Regions from separate parts of the Mus musculus genome. Here region 1 is linked to region 2. Evidence: chromatin contacts called from public HiChIP or PLAC-seq data. All regions are on one chromosome and are shown on one strand. The core of a region is the stretch at or near the end of the contact, and the rest is flanking DNA. Distances in the headings are between cores, read along the strand shown.

Region 1 (2,700 bases), core at 147-2,646, 66 kb after region 2:
CATTCTCTTGGGTCTGATCCTGCTTCTGCCCTGGCCCCCCGGGGTCGATGCTTTTGACTCAGTGTGGGCCATTAAAAGGTTTCATTTTAGAAATTTTGTCTTTAGACATGGATTCCTTTGCAGTTGAAAGTCCCTGTGTGGTTCCTCTCTGTCAGCTTGACTGGGCTGAGAAGTACCTGGGATATTTCTAAGAAGGTCTACCCTGAATAGGGGGGCTTGGGGGCAGCACTGACCCATAGGCCAGGTACCTGATGAATAAAAAGGGGAGAGAGGGCCAGGTAGTTGTAGTGCACACCTTTAATCCCAGCACTCAGGAGGCAGGTGGATCTCTGTGAGTTTGAGGCCAGCCTGGTCTACAGAGGGAGTTCCAGGACTGCCAGGGCTATACACAGAAACCTTGTCTCGAAAAACCAAAGCGGTAGGGATTGCGAGGAGAAAGTCTGCAGGCAGATGGTTCTCCCACTGCTTCCTGCCATGATGGAAGCTGCCCACCACATCCTCCTCCTACAAGGGACTGAAGCCTTTGAAACAAGGAGCAAAAAGCAAGCTTCCCTCTACCTGTGGAACGCTGTGAAGGGCAGTGCTGGCCTCCACTGCTGGATGTCCACATTGGCTGTGTCCCGCGTTCTGTCTCCAGGACTCACGCGGGATGTGGCAAGACACAGGCACACAGAGCCTGGCATCCAGGGCCACCCTGAAGAAGTAACAATGAAGTTTGCTGACTAACCCCATAAGGGAGTCATTCTAGTTTTATTCCCATTTCATAGGTGGGGAAAGTGAAACACACTGAGGGGTTAAGGTATTGCCAGAGGTAGCACAGCTTATGAAGGGGCAGATCTGGGGTTTGAACCTGGACAACTGGTTCAACCAACAGTCATGTGGCCTTGTGAACCAGGGCTTAGGAACAGGGAAACTGAGTCAGAGACAGTGACTGCCCAAAGTCTTCTACCAAGCATTTGATGAACAAGGCTGGGAGACCCAGTCAGTTGGCTCTGGGGTGAGCCCCTCCTCCAATCCCATCAGTGAAAGCCTGAGACCCTCCTGCAGCCTTGTGGCCATCCCAGGGACACAGTGGTTAGGAGTAGGCACGACAGGAGAGACAATAACCACAGTGGTAGGAGTCAGAGGCCTGGAACTGGCCAGAGGAATTCTGGGAGCACAGAGCTTGCGGTTACAGTGGTGGCCTGGTGTGGAACTACTCTGCTCACCTGCCTCACAGTCTACAGGTCTGCCTGAGTCACCTCCGGAGGGGCCCAGCCTCTGATGCTCACCTGGGATGGGGACGTTGCTGTCCTGGGGCACCACTGGCTCCTGGAGTCACAGTATACAGGGCTGTGGGATCTCCCCAGCCTGGCAGGAAAGCACCTATGCAGGGAGAGCCACTCCCACGGCAGTTTCCCCTGTGCCCGTTGATGTCTCACCCCTAGGCTGCCATCCCTTTGATTAGCCAGCCATGAGGTCAGACGACTGCCAGGTCTGTCACCACACAGATTCTTTCCTCAGCCAGTGTCAGAAGTCCACATGCCTGAGCCTCTGTCCTCTTACAGCCCCAAGCAGGAGAGGCTGGGATTAGCCATAGATGGAGAAACTGAGGCACGGGATGTGGAAATAGCATGCTGAGTACTTATTTGGAGAGATCCCCAGTGTGTCGAGGGATGGACTCACTATTTGAAACTAAAGCCAAATGTTTCATTTTATAGACTATGTGTGGCCCAGAGAAGGCAAACATGTTTAAGGTCATATAGCAAGTATCCCTCTGACCTCTGACCCTTTTCAAGGTAGATACCAAGGAGCCAGTGGCATTCAGCCCAAATGTTTCCATCCCGACTCCTGTACCTCTGTCACTAGAGCCTCCGGCTGTCCAGGTCCAGCCTGGTCCCTCCTGGCTGGCTCTTACAAAAGAGCCAACTACAAAGTTGGTGGTTGAGGGGAAATCCATCAAGGCAAACAGTGGCAGGCAGAGGACTTCCTCATCTGGGCCTGTGGGTTTTCCTTCCTCTCACCGCTCCTGACACGGTGTGGTGTGCAGAGCCTGGAGTCCTTGTAGGCTGAGGAGACCCCAGCATTCTGCAGTGATCCCAGGGCACAGAGGCTACCATGTTTTGACCGCTGCCCGAGCTGGAGTAGTAAAGGCATGATGGGGCACTCTGCTTGTCCCTGGTTGGCTCCGGTCATATGTCTTCCCTGTGGAGTTGGTGAACACCGTCTGAACCCCGCACCCAGTAGCAGCCCCCCATCCCAATCAGGCTGGTCGTCAATGATCCTGGCTGCATTAGCGGAGAAGATGCAGGTGCAGGCACAACCTATAGGGGTCGCTGTAAAGCTCTTGCTTTCTGTTTGCTTTGGAGATAGACCTCAGGTAGCCCAGGCTGACCTCAAACTCACTATGTAGCTGAGGCTGGCCTTGAGCCCTGATTCTCCTGCTAGCCTTTCTGGGTGCTCAGATGAGAGGCAGGTGTCACTAGGCTTGGCTGGAAACACTTTCCAGTGTGACCCTGGCTAAGCCCTTCATCCCTCGGCCCCAGTGTTCCCTGTAAAATAAGGCAAGTGTCACGTCCGGAATCCTTTCTGTCCAAATGGACATTTTGTTTTTGTTTTTGTTTTTGTGAGGGTTTGGGGTCACAAGCTCAGGGCAGACAAACTCAAACATTCGGTGCTTGTCTGTCTGCGAGATGGGCGGTGTTGGCCAGCCAGACTTGT
Region 2 (2,700 bases), core at 135-2,634:
CTTATGCCGGAGGCAGCCCTTTAGAACCGGCCTACGGTCGCCCTGTGCAACACTTCAGCCGCTGAGGTTGAGAGTGTGGGAAGGAAGTGTTTCTGCTGCAGAGCAGGAGGCGCGGTGCTAGGCCAGGCCCTCCTCGCCCTCTGTGCCCCACACCTCCCGGGTCCTCGCCCAGCTCCGGCGGTCCTCATCCCAGTTACCGGTTAGACTGTGCCAAAGAATCTGGGAGCCCCAGTCCTCCGGTTTCCATGCCACTATACTCTGCAGGGCCCCGTGAAGGCCAGGTGGAACGGGGTATGGCTCCTCCAGGCTGTCTGTGCCACCGAGAAGGAGCGCCCCAAGTGTCCGTGTCCTCCGGCAGAGAGGCCGCGGTGTACCGTTCCCAACGGGAGGTCTGGGGTTCTGACTCTTGGAATAGGAACGGCAGAAGAACTCCCCACGCCCAGTTCTCCTGGACGTCCTCCTGGTACCTTCCCTGACTGATGTAACCATATTTCTCTCTGGACCCGGGCTCGGGCAGCGGGGACACCCAGGTTCCTCTCATGTTCTGTCGGGCCTGGGCTCCTGCAGCGTGGGTGACCAGGCACCCCTATGTCCTGCTAGCCGGGTGACCCCCTTTTCTTCCACCACGGTACCTCCCATGTTCTCTGGGGTCTGGGCTCTTATTGCGGATCGCCTGGAGTCCAGCGGGGGTCCTTCCGGGAGTGGCATCCTGCAGTAGGGGCGCCCGGGTACCCCGGTGTCTTGCCAGCTGGGTGACATCCCCTTTCATGTCCTACTTCTAGGTGCTCCCCAAGTCCTCCCCGGTATGGGCTCCTGCAAATGGGGGCGCCCAGGTTCCCCGGTGTCCTCCCGGCTCGGGCCCCTGCACTCACCTTGAAGGCGACCGGCAGCGTCTTGTTGCAGCGCCAGTGCGAGGGCAGCACGGAGCAGAGGAAGTTGGGGCTGTCGGTGCGCACGAGCTCTCCCGCGTGGTCGGCCAGCACGTCCACCATCGAGCGCACTTCGGGCCGGGTGCGGCCGCCGGGGCCCGCGGTTGCCTGCGCGCTTAGCGCGCCGCTGTTCTCGCCCATCTTGCCGCCGCCGCCGCCGCCGCAGGGGAAGGCCGTGGAGGGGGGAGTGAAGCGGCGGCTGGTGCTCGGGTCTACGGGAATACGCATGCCGCGGCCGTCAGGGCGCGGGCGGCCGCAGCCGCGGGAAGCGGGAGGCGGGAAGGCGGCGGCTCGGGGCCCGGCCAGCGTGGGGGGTGGGGGGAGGGGCGGCGCCGGGGGAGGGGGTGCGCCCCGACGGTCGGCCGCGCGCCCGCTAGTCCCGCATCCGGCGCGCGCGGCCGCCCCACGGACTCGGCGGCCGCGGCCCCAGCCCGGATCCTAGAGAATCAAGTGGCGGCGACGCGGCCGCCCGCGCGGGGTTAGTACCCCGGGCCTCGGGGCGGGGCCGTGCGAGCGACGCGGGGCGCAGCCAATCGCAGCCCCCAGGCTCGGGGTTCGCCGTGGAGGACCCGGTGGCTCGGGCCCGCGCGAGCCAAGCAGGGGCCAGGCTCCGCCCCAGAGGGTCTAGACACCCGCGTCCCGGTAGCCGCGCGGGGAGCCGCGGTCCCCGGAGTCAGGAGCGGCCGCTGCGACCTGGGCAGACATCGGGTTTCCAGCCTCCTGGCTGCGGCTCGCTTCCCCTCCCTCGAGTCGCAGCCTGGCTGCTTCAGCTCTGGCCACCGCAGCCCGGAACCTGCACCCTCAGCTGGTTGCCGCGGTGACACCCAAGACGGTTTTCTCATTCCCTCCACTCCACAAACGATTTTGACCCTAGAGCTTCCACCCCACGAGGGAGTCCACAGCTCCGCGCGGCCTTGGCTCTCGTCTCTGTGGCTTCTGTGTCAACCTTCGAGGCAGACAGAATAGGGGTTGCCACAGGGACCAACAGTGGGGTGGGGACAACCACACGGCTCCTGTCCACTCAAAACTAATTTCAGGATCGCGCAGGCCTCGTGGAGTTGTCCTCTGTCTTGGCAGCTCATGGGTCTTTGAAAACTACAATGGGGCCTACAACAGTGTGCTTTTTTGGAACATTCCATGCTACACCATACGCATGCAACCACCGTCCGTCTAGTGGAAGTGGATGAGGGTCTGTGGCAGAAAGAAGTCTTAACGCTCAGACTGCTTTCTCCCCACGGATGGAAAGGGGTCCTCCTAGGGCCGGGCCATAGTCTTCTTGGCCCTAAAGCGCTGAGCCTACAGAGCTGTCAGGTGCCCTGTGGGAAATCGGCCCTGGGGTCTCTGTGTTCCTCATGCTCCGTGGCCCAGCAACTCCTGGACTTCACTAACAACAACTCTTTCCCGTCCCGTCTCCTAAGCCTGGCATGGGGGCACAGACACACAACTAGAGAGTCCACGGTCACCGGTCACCGAGGGCTGTGCTCTCCCCAACCCCGTGCACTCCTTGGACGGCAGCAACGAACGAATGCATGTGTTTCTCTCACTGCTTTGGAAATTCGACTGCATTTTCGTTGCCAGCGACAGTGAATCTGTCTGCAACTACCAATACAAGCCCCAGAAGCGACACGATTTAGGATCCGATGGCGACAGAGGCATCAAGACCTCATCCTGGCTCTGACCTCAGCTTAGAACACTCCATTTTGTCAAAAAACGAAATCAGGCGCTGTGTGTACAACAGCGGGGTACTAGGTATGTCCTGAGTCTAACGAGT

The links. HiChIP or PLAC-seq counts read pairs in DNA pulled down with a chosen protein or histone mark.
Region 1: a contact with region 2 is called in a CTCF HiChIP or PLAC-seq map of CD8 T cells, with 8 read pairs. The contact joins the enhancer-like site here to the promoter of Runx3 in region 2. A contact is called at or near these places in 15 of 39 promoter capture datasets (the 3T3-L1 cell line, 3T3-L1-derived adipocytes, the C10 cell line and 12 more), 2 of 15 datasets of contacts at CTCF or cohesin (CD8 T cells and large pre-B cells), 44 of 484 Hi-C or Micro-C datasets (B cells, the C10 cell line, CD4 T cells and 27 more), 17 of 115 datasets of contacts at active chromatin or transcription factors (the 230-238 cell line, CD8 T cells, the HPC-7 cell line and 12 more) and 3 of 9 other capture datasets (adipose tissue, embryonic stem cells and liver).

Annotation. Positions count from the first base shown.
Region 1 is chr4:135,084,902-135,087,601 of GRCm38.p6, reverse strand. No RefSeq gene overlaps it. Among named protein-coding and RNA genes, the nearest start is that of Gm16225, 34 kb to the left of the region's middle. Within about 2 kb of position 1,396, at least 32 of the 459 cell types and tissues checked have an H3K27ac peak or open chromatin away from gene starts, as enhancers often do. A contact at or near this core is called in CD8 T cells, the CH12 cell line, Th1 cells and 2 more, where this site is marked.
Region 2 is chr4:135,151,229-135,153,928 of GRCm38.p6, reverse strand. Runx3 (runt related transcription factor 3) reads right to left here and starts at 1,384. Exons shown (of 5, transcript NM_001369050.1): 1 at 873-1,384. The coding sequence starts at 1,157.